Linked DNA regions of Mus musculus: all the other regions are linked to region 1. The links are chromatin contacts, called in public HiChIP or PLAC-seq maps. All regions are on one chromosome and are shown on one strand. Each heading gives the region's core, a stretch centred on a gene start, on an enhancer-like site or on the middle of the called end of the contact. The rest is flanking DNA. Distances are from core to core; before and after follow the strand shown. Region 1 holds the start of Kcnma1 (potassium large conductance calcium-activated channel, subfamily M, alpha member 1). Region 2 holds the start of Dlg5 (discs large MAGUK scaffold protein 5). Region 3 overlaps Kcnma1 (potassium large conductance calcium-activated channel, subfamily M, alpha member 1).

Evidence for each region. HiChIP or PLAC-seq counts read pairs in DNA pulled down with a chosen protein or histone mark.
Region 2: an H3K4me3 HiChIP or PLAC-seq map of embryonic stem cells shows a contact between it and region 1, with 6 times the contacts expected there. The contact joins the promoter of Dlg5 here to the promoter of Kcnma1 in region 1. A contact is called at or near these places in 3 of 484 Hi-C or Micro-C datasets (all in embryonic stem cells), 1 of 115 datasets of contacts at active chromatin or transcription factors (embryonic stem cells) and 1 of 9 other capture datasets (adipose tissue).
Region 3: a contact with region 1 is called in an H3K4me3 HiChIP or PLAC-seq map of microglia, with 7 times the contacts expected there. The contact joins the enhancer-like site here to the promoter of Kcnma1 in region 1. A contact is called at or near these places in 1 of 39 promoter capture datasets (cancer-associated fibroblasts), 37 of 484 Hi-C or Micro-C datasets (the AtT-20 cell line, LSK cells, the N1E-115 cell line and 18 more), 19 of 115 datasets of contacts at active chromatin or transcription factors (SST interneurons, craniofacial prominence, differentiating embryonic stem cells and 13 more) and 4 of 9 other capture datasets (adipose tissue, embryonic stem cells, liver and 1 more).

The regions. Positions count from the first base shown.
Region 1 is chr14:24,002,194-24,006,718 of GRCm38.p6, forward strand. It overlaps Kcnma1 (potassium large conductance calcium-activated channel, subfamily M, alpha member 1), which reads right to left and starts at 2,012. Exons shown (of 28, transcript NM_001253364.1): 1 at 1,555-2,012. The coding sequence starts at 1,932. 4930519K11Rik (RIKEN cDNA 4930519K11 gene) reads left to right here and starts at 2,798. Exons shown (of 3, transcript NR_131107.1): 1 at 2,798-2,944; 2 at 3,102-3,261; 3 at 3,488-3,644.
Region 2 is chr14:24,243,276-24,247,800 of GRCm38.p6, forward strand. Dlg5 (discs large MAGUK scaffold protein 5) reads right to left here and starts at 2,645. Exons shown (of 32, transcript NM_001163513.1): 1 at 1,872-2,645. The coding sequence starts at 2,175.
Region 3 is chr14:23,772,089-23,776,613 of GRCm38.p6, forward strand. All of the region lies in intron 2 of Kcnma1 (potassium large conductance calcium-activated channel, subfamily M, alpha member 1), which reads right to left. Among named protein-coding and RNA genes, the nearest start is that of Gm51422, 120 kb to the left of the region's middle. Within about 2 kb of position 2,648, at least 9 of the 459 cell types and tissues checked have an H3K27ac peak or open chromatin away from gene starts, as enhancers often do. A contact at or near this core is called in the AtT-20 cell line, microglia, pancreatic islet and 1 more, where this site is marked.

The sequences.
Region 1 (4,525 bases), core at 762-3,261:
AGGGGACTCTAAACAAAGCTCACCTGTCACCATTGGAGGCTTTCAGAGCAATGCCAAGAGGAAGCAAAGAAGGAAGGGTGGTTTTTTTCTTTTTCCTCCCTTATTCCAACACACCAGTATTTTCCAAAACACAAATGTGCTGCCACAAAACACAGCTGAGCCCAGCACCTACGGTGATGTATAATTAATGACAGAGAGTGCTTCGGTTGCCCTTGGGTTTCATAGCCTTCCCCCTTAGCCTAACTCTTCTCTTTAGCAGCTGTACGCTGCTACAAGTTGCTGAGCCCTGTGACTTCTCAAGGGGGTCCCGGATGAACTTTTCTAGAGCAGGTGTGAACATTTGGGGACCAAGATGAGTGTCTTGCACAATCCCCCTAGAGATATCCTCTGTCCAAAAGTATGGGTGCTATTCTGTCCTCTTGGATGAGAATTTCTCTAAAAGACTGCACCCAGTTCAGCTCCTCTTTTTTCCCAGTTCTTTCTTTTATTCATTCTGTAGTTCTCGCTCAAACATTGCCCACCCCCGGTCCACCGCCCCCCAGCAAGTGCTAGGTGGTGGGCAGGGACCCCTCTAGGGAGATGGCCACAGCCCAGGAGTAAAGCCTAGCAACCACACATCTGAGATGTGAGTCCTAACACTGTGGGCGACTCTGCCAGGAATAGCTTAAGACGACTTCTAGCCACATCAAGTGCCAAAAGGGGGCTTAGTGAAGCAGAGGTCCCTTGGACTCTTAGGAGTGCAGCCCTGGTGCTACAGATTGGAGCTGCTGGCTGTATTTGTGGGGATCCAAAGTTGATGGCCTGGGAGGGGAGTGTAGAGGTGGCAAAAGTACTTGGGGTAGGGTAATGTTCCACAAAGAAAATGTAAGGGATGGAGTGGGCGGTGACATCAGACTTGCAACCATGCCACTTTTAGAAAGTGACTCTCCATAGATTGACCCCATTCTAGGATGGGTCTTCCCAACTTTTTATTGATCCGTGGGCCCCCACTTTCTCCATGATTTCCCCCCCAGAATTCCCAGATGCAAAAGATTTTCTCCCTAGCTCAAAGGATTCCCCCTTCTTTGGGACCCCAGGAACTGATTTCCTCAACAACAACAACAACAACAACAACAACAAAAGTATGAGCTGATCTGTCCCAACTAGTCCACCGTGAGGAGTCTGGCCGCAGCCAGTGAGTGGTGTCCCGCACGCACCCAGGGTCTTTCAGCTTCCTGTGTCCCTGCAAGGTTCCTTCTCCACACTCCGCAACAACGTGCCCAAGAGACACATGTCCCCCCAACCCGGGTCCGGCCATAGTCACCAATAGCCCTACAATAAACAGAGAACTAAAGCGGGGGTCTGCGTCCTGGAGCGCACCTGCTGGGGTCAACTCCTCACCCCTGGCGCACAATCCGAGGGCACAAGGAGAGGGGAGGGAAGGGCAAGCGGCGGGGACAAGGCTGGCAGGGACAGCAGGAGGCAAGACACAGTGCGGAGCTAAGAGGTGGGCTGCGGGGGACGCCGAGAAACGGCTGGGATGGCGCAGGGGCGGGCGCCCGGGGCGCGCGTTACCTTCGTCTTGCCCCCGCAGTGGCAGCAAACGGTCCACAGGTACTTGAGCGTCCGCCAGAGCAAGATGATGAAGAGGCCCCCGAAGAAAGTCACCATGGAGGAGGCCAAGAAAGCCCACCACATGCGTTGGCCCCGGCTGTCGCACGGCACCTCCATGGTCACCGGTATGATGAGCGCATCCATCTTGGGCTCGTGGACCGAGGACGAGGAGGAAGAGGAGGAGGAAGAAGAAGAAGAGGAGGAGGAAGAGGAGGAGGAGGACGCGTCTAGGCTGAGATGGTTCGCGTGGATATTGCTGCTCATTCTAAGACCGCTGCCTCCGCCGCCGCCGCCGCCGCCGCCGCTGCTGCCGCCGCCGCCGCCGCCACCGTTTGCCATAGCTAGCAATGGGCGGCAGGCGCAGGGGCTCGAGGGAGCTCCTCCCGCCGCCAGCGCCACCCCGAACACCCATCAACAGCCATGTTGCTGCTACTGCTGCCGCTGCCGCCGCCGCCGCGGAGCGCCGGGAGGGGGGCGGGGAGGCGCCTGGGCTCGGGGCGCTGTGCGCGACCTGGCAGGGTGTGCGGAGATATATACAGCCAAGCGCCGCCGCCCGCCCTCCCCCGGGCTGCCGGCCGGCCCGGGGGGGGGAGGGGATGAGGGAGGGTGGCTCCCACTCCCCGACCCCGGCCCCGATCGCCCCCGGGGCTGCGCGGAGCACCGAGAGCCCAGGGGGCGCCGCGGGCGGTCCGCGCCCGGGGTCTGTGCCTCCCGAAGCTCCGTGAGCGCGATCCCGCGTACCCTCGGCGCCGCCCGGCCCGCCTGGCGTGCGCCACGCGTGTGCGCTGCGCCCGGGCCCGGGGTCTCCCGCCCGTCCCCGCACAGCTCTCTCGGGTGATGAGGCGACAGCTCCTTAGGATCGGAGAATCCGCGCCCTCCCGACCGGGCGTGCCCGCGCCACCCTTCCTCCCCGGGGCTGCGCTCCGCTCCTGGATCGCCGCCTCCTGTGCTCGCGGGGCCGCGGCAGGTTGGTTGCGGCGGTCTGCCCTGCCTCCGCGGCCAGCTAGCCGATGCTCTGCGGGACCCCTTCGGGCCGGGTCTCTGTGACCCTGAGCTTCCTCGGCCTCCGCTCGCTTCTTCCTCCTTGCCTCCTCGGGCTCCTCCTCGTCCCCGTTCTCGCAGCCCGAGCCTCTTCGGCGCGCGCCCCGCGCGCCCCGCAGCCGCCAGCAGTGGCAGCTGCAGCAACTGGAGCGGGCGCGGGCTCAAACAGCCCGAAGCGGGAGGGGAGGAGGCTTACCGGGCTAACTCGCCTCGGCTTGGGGCTGTGTAGGGGCAGCAGGTCATTTGGCAGTGGTGGGGCATGCGGCCCCCCATCTTCCAGGATGTAGAGTATAGCGCCACCAGCCTAGAGGTAGGACTTTGCAGGTGTTGCGCCCCTCTAGGCTCAGCAGGGTACCAGAAGGGGAAACCACCAGGTGTCTGGGGTAGGCCGGTTTTCCCAAAGGGGCCCCTAATAGGGAGAGGAGTGGCTGGTTGTCAGCTAGATTCAGTGGACTTATTGCCCCTAGATTCTAAGGCTTGGAGACTAAGGAAGACCCTAGCCAGTACAGTACACCTGCTGACAGAGAGTTCACTCTTTCGTTTCCAAGATGCCACGTTGTGAGTTGCTGATGAACAACTGGGGCATCTGGAAGTCTGTTGGTAGTCTGTGACCTCTGACAGCTGCAGGTGGGTTTGTTGGTTGTTGTTGTTTGTTTGTTTGTTGTTTCCTTATTAAGCAAAGATGACAGCAGCCTGGTGGTTGGTGTGGAACAAACTGGGTAGAAAAGGAGGTTTCTTAAAGGGCTGCTTCCTAGTTCTTTAGACTCGTGTGGGAAGGGCAAATGGATGACGGGTACTCTGCATTCAGGCTTGCCTTTCTACATTTCTGGTCTCCCGTTTCTCCCCTTTAAAGGGAAGGAGTCCAGGATTGTTCAGCAGCCCCTGTCCCCCGCCCCACCCCCAGTCCCCCTATCGTTGCACACAGAAACTTCCTCCCTCTGGACACTTCTCCAGGCTGGCAGCTGGACCACAACTTTTTCCTGTGCTAATTAAAACCAAGATGATCACTCTCCCCTCACTGCCCACAGTGATTTCCCCAAAGTTTCCAGCTCATTAGTTATAGTCTAATTGGAATTCTCAGGTTCCTTTCAAGACTCTTCATATGGTAAACTGGCCCAAAGGAGCCTCCTTACCTGAACAAGCTGTCTCGACCTAAATCATTGGTCAGCCACACCCTGGCCCTAGGATACAGAGGGCCAAAGAAGGCCAAGCCTGGCAGACACTGAAAATATGTGAGTCTCAAATTGGTTGGTACATTCCTTGGGCTCAGTATACATATCCATTAGAAAAGACTTAAGGTCAAAATCACCTCCCCCATAAAATAGTACACAACAGAAGGCCAGCAAAATGGCTCTGCTGGTAAAGGTACTTGTCTCCAAACCTGACCCCCTGCGCCTGATCCCTGAAATTCACAGAGTCAAAGGAATAAGCTAACTCCTGTTAACCATTCTCTCATGTCCATGTGCATGCTATGGGGCACACTCACATTTACACACACAGAAAGGGGGGTGCTAAAGAAGAGAGCAATAAATGGTGTTTTCTAGAAGCAGAAATTGCCTCAGTCTCCCCTTCAGCATCATCCATCCTTCTGCACTCAGAGGGCTGCAACACAATCCCCATGCATTCAATGGCCCTGGCGCTTTTCCAACATCCTGGGGTAGTTGAACTTTGAAAGGCTGGGGAGAGGTGCAAGAGGCTGCGGTACTGAGATTCCTTTATTGGCCTTCTCACCAGCTGGGTCTGTGCCTTGACACAAGCCTGAGGGACTTTCCTTAAGTCCAAGAATTAACATTTAAAACTCATAACATTCATAGCATAAGTCAGCAAAGGACAGGTACTGTCCTGCCCCACCATGGGTCATCGAGCCTTCAGAATGTATTCCCATAGGAGC
Region 2 (4,525 bases), core at 1,395-3,894, 240 kb after region 1:
TCAGCCTTATGGTATCCCATTCCTTAGAGGGCAAGAGACGAACCTTAAAGATCAGACCAGAGGTCCCACCTTCTCTACAGGGCATGAGGGATGTACTTAACACATGGCCATCTGTCCTCTAGTTTGTGGTAGTCTAGATATTAATCCTAGGGCTGATACTAGCACATCCCCGTGAGGACTTCTTGGCTGCCCTCTAACTTCTGTGCTTCCTCAGACGGACTTCTAGAAGCAAATCTTTGACAAACTTCTTTCTTCAAAGATATATAGAAGTAGTTAGAATGAAAAAGGTATCTGACGAGGTCCTTTATTCTCTCAGCTGCATTCGAGAGCCTCTTCTAAGCAACTTCGAGTCATTCAAAAGAGACTACTGGCTTTGCCCAGGAACTCCATTAAACCATACTTGTAGGGACAGCATGAAGGTCTGGGAGACAGAATACGAAAGTCCAAGGGAAGACAGAAGGGCATCCATGAAGTGCTCTGTTGTGGGGCAGCAGTTTAGCCTCTCTGTATATCAGTTCCCTTCAGCTAGAGAAAACAGGGTTGAAAGGACTCATGGAGATGAGGACTGCTACCAGAGACACCTAATAAAACCACTCCCTTTATAAGGATAGCTTTTAACAGTCCCATAAACGGGTCTCCTCAACCTCTGGCCCGCACGTTGCTAAGGGCAGTTTTATTTTTCCAGCTCGCTTCATTCACTGGTCTTTTACATGTGTCTTGATTGATTTTATTATGTATATTGATTCAACTTAAAACAAGGGCAAGACACACTTGCTGTCTCCAGGCTCTGAATATGTTTTTTTTTTAAGCAATAGACAATAATTCAAAACTCTTAGCATTCAATCCGTTAAACATTTTAACCTCTGCAGGCCAGTTTTCTCTCTGGCAAAGCAGGAATACTGGATAGTTCACATGCTGTTAACAGCGATTAAATGTGATAAGGTAGAGTTCCTGCCACAACAGACACCATACATGCCAGCCCTCATCCTTTCTCTGTACTATGCCTTCTTCCTTGTCGAGGAGGCTGGCTTCTCTCTCCACAGCCCAGTCAGGACAAGCCTACCACTAGTCGCAAACTCCAGCAGCACCCCTCCCCCTACACACACTTACAACTCAGTCACTTCCAAGAGCAAGAACACAGGGGTTCCAAAGGGCACCACTCAGAGGTGCTCAGCTCTCCTCCACCGGGAACTCAGAACTCTCCGGGAGGGAACCGAGCCACAGCAACCACTACTAAGATTTTCCCATGGTGCAATGCAACTTCCTCAACTTTTCCGGGCCCACAATTTCCAAAGAAACCGGGGAAGGCGGTGTGCATAATTCACAGCAAATCTGGGCGAGTTAGGAGACTGAGGTCCAGGGGACGAGAAGGAAACGGGCACGGACACAAAGTGAAAAGACACGAGTGACCTAAAGAGGGTTGCAGGGATCAGAACTTAGGGGATCTTCCCCTGGCCTATATTCCCTTCCTGCGGATTGCAACCCAGGGCTCCCGAAGGGCTAGCCGACCGTGAGAAGCTTAGAAAGGGGGCTGACCGACATCCTTCCGAGGTGTCTTCCGACCTCCGCCCCGCCACCAGACCTGGTGGCTTCCGGAGGACTCTGCAGCAGTAGCAACAAGGAGAGGAAAGACAAGGCTTTCGGTGAGGGGGTTATTGTTCCCAGAAAACCGCAGAACAGAGGCAGGAGGTGTGAATGAGGTTCCAGGCATCCGTCCCTCCCCGGGTAGGATAAGAGAGAAGGTGTCACCCGCGCCATACAGGTAGAGCGGTGGCTGCGACCTGAGCCTCGGCCCCCCCAACCCCCTTGGTGAGCTGCAGAGAGAAGGGGTGGCCGGAGGGCAGGAGGGGCCGCGCGGGACTGCCACTCACCCGCGCCCTCTGTAGACTGCGGCGGCCCGACGACGCCGTTCAGGTAGAGAATAGGCAGCAGGTGAGGCTGAGTCTTCTCCAGGGCGGCGCGCAGGTCCTGGAAGTGGTCCTGCTCCTTGGCCAGGAGGAGCTGGAGCAGCAGCTCCGCCTTGGCGCCTCCCGCCTCCTCGTCCAGCTGCCGCCGCTCGCCGGGGCTCAGCGCTCCTGCTGCCTCCAGCAGCCCAAGCACGGCCTCCACCTCGGTCATGGCCTGGGCCAGGCTCTGCTGACACTGGGCGAGCAGCTCCCGGCGCTGCGGCTCCATGGTGGCGGCCCGCGCCGCCCCGCCCCGCCCCGCCGGACGGCGCCGGGGCTTCCCGAGGCCGGCGGGCTGCACGCCGAACTGGGCGGCAGCCTAGCGCGCCGGGAGTCGCGAGGCGGCGGGGCCCATGGGCCGGGGCCTGCGAGCCTCGGGGCCGGGACGATCGGGCAGCTCTCAACGGCCGCCTCCCGGGCTCCGGGGCGCAGCCATGTTGGCTACGGCGGCGGCGGGACTGGAAGAGGAGGAGGAGACGGAGGAGGAGAAGGAGGAGGCGGAGGTGGGGACGGCGGCCGGGGCGCGCCCCGAGGCCTCGCAGCAGCCAGGCATGCCCCCTCCAGCTCCGCCTCCGCGCCCACCGCCCCGCCGCACACTGCGATCGCCGCGGGGGGAATTGTCGCCGGGCGCCCGACGGCTCCGGCCCGGCTCCCCCGAGCTCCCACACCGCCGCCTGCACAGCCGCGGTCCGCCCCTCTGGCCTCTCTCCTCCCCGGCCCGCCTTCGGCCTGGAGGAGGTAGCAGGCAACTGAAACACTGGGCGAAGGGGAAGGGTCCGGACCCCACCGGCCCTTAGTCCACAAGGTACTGAGAGAAACTGCTCCTACCCTGTTCACATACTGCCCCTAGTCCAGAGTCTTCTAAGAATTCTAAAACAAACCAAGGACACAATGCAAAACCCTCCCCCACTTGGTCATTTCCAATTTAAAGACCTCTCCAGAACTTGTCCCCATTCCAAGATTTTCTTAGAAAATCTCCCAATAAAACCCCCTAACCTGCCTCACAGTTAATAGCATCCTGCACACCTGTATCAGAGCTCCAGAGTCAAAGGCAGTGGATGTTTGCAGGACCTGGGTGTGCATAAGGAGTGTTTGCTGTGGGCTCTTGGAGATTTCTGTCAAGAAAAGTGCTCCTTGGTGTCGCCCCAAGATCATAGCAAATCACAGAGTTACCTTGCTTCCCATAATGACTTCAGCTCAAGACCGTCTACCTTCTCCGACAGTTCTCTTCTTCTTCTTCTTCTTCTTCTTCTTCTTCTTCTTCTTCTTCTTCTTCTTCTTCTTCTTCTTCTTCTTCCTCCTCCTCCTCCTCCTCCTCCTCCTCCTCCTCCTTCTTCCTCTCTCTCTCTCTCTCTCTCTCTCTCTCTCTCTCTCTCTCTCTCTCTCTTTCTCTCTCTCTACAATTGCATACCTGGAACGGAATCTGCATCCCAGGGAAGAAGACTGCAAAGTTCTGCGTTCCAACGGCTGGCTTACTTTCTAAGGCCGGCCAAGAACTCTTTCGATGGCACCGTTACCAAAGCAAAGACATCTCAAATGTCCTTCTTTGACAGAAGCCAGAAGCCATGTTTGTTTATAGAAACAAACTCTGAATAGTGATTAGACCAAGAAGACCCTCAGAATGATGGTGGACGATGTCAGAATGATGGTGGAAGAGAACCAATTACATTCCCTCACCTAGTATTTTTCAGGAGAAGGGGGATGAGAAGAGCATCAAACCAGGGGTTCTCAGCTGTAGCTTCATGAGCAAGTTCAGCAGGGTCTGTGTGGCGCTGAAACAATCTCAACACTATTGTGAACGTGTGTTTTCTGGGCTGGGTTTGATAGCTTTATCATTTTTTAAGGCTTCTATAACCCAACATGGATTCCAATATGCTGGAGCAAAACCATTTGAAGATCCCTCTCTGATCAGATAGCCTGGGCTTCTGTGACCAAGAAGATGACCTAATTATATTCTGTTGCTCTGGCAAATACCATGACCAAAAGCAATTTGGGAAAGAAAGTATGTATTTTAACTTAACACTTCCAGGTCACTGTCCCATTGCTGAGAGAAGTCAAGATAGGAATTCTCACTTAGAGCCAAGGGAGTATATAGCAGGATCCACTGAGGATGGGGCATGCTGACACCCTTGCCAGGCTCATGCACCAGCTAGCTTCCTAATATAGCCCATGACCACTTGCCCAGGGAATGGTACTACCCGCAGTAGGCTGAGCTGTCCTGCCCAGTTCTCTCTGAAGACATGCTCATATCACAGATCTGTCCATAGAGCAATGTTATAAAAAGACAATGACTCCCCTGAATCCTTTTTTTTTTTTTCAGATGATTCAGGCTGTGTCAGGTCGACAGCTAATTCTTTCTAGAACACAAGGATTTAGGGGAATGGAGGCTGGCTGTTATCATGGTGCCATAGTTTTGCAGAGTCCCTGGACCCTTCCTCGATCCCCTGCCCCTAAGACACCTTCTCTCTGGCTGGCCATTATTTCATCTGAGAGCAGCCACAGATCCTAACTCATCCCTGAGGGCCCATCTCAGTTCTTGTTTGGATTAGCAGACATCTGGGTGAAGAAGGGAAGTGGGG
Region 3 (4,525 bases), core at 1,398-3,897, 230 kb before region 1:
CTGGCTTCTTATCCAGTTTCCCAGATTCACACTGCTCCTCAAGCACCTTACTTTGTAACACTAAGGACCTTCAGTGACTGCATTAGCTATAAGGAGCCACAGGTTGGGATCCCAGAAGAAGATAAGAGGCCTGTCTCTGAACTCATAGATTGTTTTTGACTATTGACAACGTGCAAAATACCAGGAGACTTCATTAAAATGAAAATGTCTGGCATTCCTGAGAGAAAAAATACAACCAACTGGCCAAATAGCCATAGTTAACCAGATCTCCATGGCACCTGTTCCCACAGTTTCAAAGACCATTGTTTTGCTGGTCAACCTTGACTAGGCCTCTTACTGCAAGTCTTTCCTGGTCCCGATTCACACCACTAGGAAATCAAGGTCTCAGCAGGACTCAGACAAACTCCATCACCCAACCCATGGTACCTCTTCGTGTGTTTACTGCAGTAAAGCTCGCGGCTTCCAGGTGCTACCAAGAACCAGGTCCTACCTACAGCCCCTCCATGCTTTTTGATCTACCCGATGCCATCCAAGTGCTTGTTCCTTCTCCAGAAATCTCTCCTCTCTAAGCATGCGACCTAAAGCTCTGCTTCCCCCAAAGGCTCAAACTATTAAGGACTCCAAGTAATTTAGATAAGGGCAAAGGCGTAAATGCTCTCTAAGTTTCTCACAAGTGCAGTGTAGGACTGTTCCACCTGCTTTTTGGACAGCAAAAAAACACAGACTACGTTTTCACTCTGAGTCAGATGTCCTGGCTCCCTCACTTTCGTTTCCCTCTTGTTTGTTCTGGCCTCAAAATTCTTGGCCAGAGTGAGCTCTGCTCAGTATAATATGTGACCCCTGGCCACAGTACCACATGGCCATACCTTACACAGCTCTTCTATGACCAGGCTCTGTGTCCTCAGCCAAACTGCCAATCTCCCTAGGACATTGTCAGGTGCTTACACTTATTTGCCTTCCCAGAGGAAGGCTGGGAACTTGTCACACAGAAGGTTCTAGGAACCGGTGAACTGTTTGGTCAGTGACTACTATCCATACATTCACTCATAAAAGGGCTGGGCTGTTACCAACCTCTCCATCTCTTTCCTGCTCCTCAGTCTGGTCTAGGTTCCAGCTCCTGATACCATGACAGATGGACCAGCACGGCTTTCTGTCATCTCAGGCACTTCCTGCATTCTCCCAGGCTAATCACAGAAGGTGACATGTGATAGAAAACTCAACATTTGTACTCTCAATGCAAAGCATTTTACTCCTTGCTCCCCACACTCTACCCAGGCAGTTTACTGAGCTCAGAACTCCTTTCTTCTCAGGCCTGTGCCCTTCCTTGAGTCCTTTCATATCCCTCTACTTTGCCAAGCTCCCCATCCCCTAACCCCCTTCCTTCTCTGACCTCTTCCTTCTCTTTGCTTTTACCTGTCAAATGGCAGCGCAACTGTTTGTCAAGGTTTATCTTTCTCCTGCATGTCAAGCTCCTCTGTGTCCAAGACTGTGCGATCTTCTTCCGTGGCCCTGCCCAGTTCTAAGTCACCCTGACATAGTTATATCACAAAGCTCATTTCTCCAGTGAGGAACAGAAGTGAGGTCAGTAGACCTCTGTGCCCAGCAGGAGAGCAAAAAGGAACCATGGGGCAATTCCCCGTGGGAAGACTTGGTGTCACCATCAGATTAAGACAAGGAAAGGCAGTGTGCCCTGTTAATGTCACAGGTGGAACAAGATTTACCAAGCCACCCAGAGAACTCTCTAGGGGAAAGAACCTCCAGCTCATTACATATTATGAGTGAAAATGCCCAGATTTTGAAGAATAAATGTTAACACTGGGTTCATGAAGTAGAAACACAAAAGATCCATTTCCACAGAAAATGTCATCTCAAAGTTTATATCTGTATTCGCACCATAAGACATCAGCTTGCTTTTTTGCCTAATCTACCAATTTCCTCCAACGCTTTATCTCAAGTGACTAGGAACCCCACCTTGCCATCCCATTGCAATAAGCTAAGGGCACTATCTGACGCTGCCCATTCTATACTTGCATCAGTCACGTTTCCAATGTTTTGATTTTTGTGCCTTGACACCCAGCCTGCTGCCAAATCTGAATGTGGGCAAATCCCTCTCCCCTGCTGTAAAAAGAGCTCGCTCAAAAACAAGCTTTGGTGAGATTGTAAAAGCCCTAGGAATCTCTAACTTTAAGGCAGAATGTGAAATTAATTTCCACATACTACTGAACGTCACCTTGAATGATTTTCAAAAACAACTAACACTCACAAAGCTTTAGACATACAAGCATGCACAATTAATTCTCTTAACAGTGTATGAGGCTGTTGCTTCCAGCCCTAATTACTGACGAGTGAGGAAGGCTGAAGCCATGTTTTTTAGCCAGGTCCACACCCCACTCCTCCCTTCCCGTGTTTCCTTCCATCTGACTTTTCACTTTTATGCTTCTCTATTTTTTTAAGCCATCCACTTAACAAAAGACAAGATGGTGTCTGTCTTCCCACTAGATTGCTCTCATGGACAGAGATGGCCTTTAGAAGAGGAACCTACAGATCACAGTTGGTGGCTTAAAAAGTCCTGGTGGAAGAGTCTCCATTCTGAGCTCACCCTTGTTGATTCAAGCTGGACTATTTATAGATGAATCAACAAACCTCCTCAGCAGACAGAAGGAGCCACAGCCAAAAGCCTTGCAGTGGAGGAGGGAGACACACACAATGACCATAGTGGAAAGCCACTGGGAAGATATGAGAAGTACTCTTGATGATAGGACACAGAAACGGGGACCAATGGGCCTCTGTTTATGTCAGCAACTAATTCAGTATTTCTAGTTTCTCTCTTCTACGTACTTTCTTTCTTTCTTTTTCAAAAACAATTTTTATTAGATATTTTCTTCATTTACATTTCAAACGCTATCTTGAAAGTCCCCTATTCCCTTCCCTCCTCCCCCCGCCCCACCCCCTGCCCTGCTCCCCAACCCACCCACGCCCACTTCCTGGCCCTGGCATTCCCTAGTACTGGGGCATATAATCTTTGCAAGACCAAGGGCCTTTCCTCCCTTTCTTTCTCACCACCAAACCTTGACAATTTATGTAGCAGAGATCAACTGTTCTCCAGGTACAACTAAGGTCCATCCTACCCTCTCAAAAGGTAGTATTGCAAGTAAGGAGAAGGTTCCCACCGTCTCTAGCCCCAGCTTCCCTTTCTCAGCCCACAGATCTGAGTTAATCTAAGCTAGTCTGGGTTTACTCTAAAGTAGTTGCCAGAAGATGTTACATCAAAAGCCTGGCAAATCCCAAATATTTAACAACTCAAATAATCCTTCCATCCATCAGTTTGGTAATTCTATCCACCAAAAAATAAATAACAATAAAATACAAAGCTATTAGAGTCTCCTTTTTGAGCTGCCAGTCTCATATAAACATGCCATGGCCATTTACAGCTTGCAGCTCGCTCCTCTCTAAACATTTACACATTTCTCCAGCTCGTAACAAATCCTCCGCCATGTGATTAAGTGGCAGGTCACAAGGGTGGGATGGCAGCAAGAGTTTGAGTTCAAAGCCATCTTTGGATGTTTCCCAAATTTGGCTTCATTGGTTTCAATGCCACCCTCCCACTTAGTGAATCCAGTGATTACTGGTACTGTGGGCTCTGGCATCATGGGCCATAGCATGCTGAGCCATGGCATCTTGGGTCACACATAGTCTGTCTACACACTGTGTCCTTTTATAGGTCTGAGTCAGAAGGAACACAGACCCGTAAAGGCATAGAGATGAGGCCATATTACACTGAGCTCTATGGGTAGCTGCTGGGGGTCTCCATGAGCCCTGAGCTCATGAGCTTGGCGGGTGCCAGCAAATCTCAGACTCAGATCCCCAGGGAGGCAGCTTACATGGTATCTTTTAGGGAAAGGACGTGCTTAAATATGGCTTCCCCAGGTTCACAGTCCTAAACCACACACATGCAACAGCCCTGCCCTTTAAGAGTACACATTCTCAGCCTCCTAGGGGACTTCGGTGGTATTTACAGAGTGTAGCAATTAGGATAAAACTATGTCCAACATAGGAGAGCTAAGAAAGGTCATGAAAAAAAGAAGGCAGGTGGGCTGGGGAAGTAGTGAGGACTCTGTGGAGGATGGAGAGAGATACAGCACTTGTAGAAACCGCTGGGGCAAAGAACAGAAGGGGAAACTAGTGATGGGCAAGGGAAGCAAGGGAAGGCTGGGGGACTCTAACGAACCCTCCATCACCCCTGCTCTACCCTCAATGCCACAGACTATTCTAAACTTGGGAAAACAAAGTACCTTTAGAATGGGATGTGAGTGTGGGTCCTAAGGTCTTCCTAGCTAGTTTTATGGTCCCTGGGCATAGTTTAACATGGCAGAGTCTCACCTACTTCCTTAGGAAAGCAGAATGGGTACAGGGACTCACTGGCAACTGCAGATCTGATATCTGCCTGGGTTGATTGACATGATACCTTGCTACAGAGTTCTGCATGAGACTCTGGGGTGCCAGGGTCTGAGCCACAGCTCTGCAG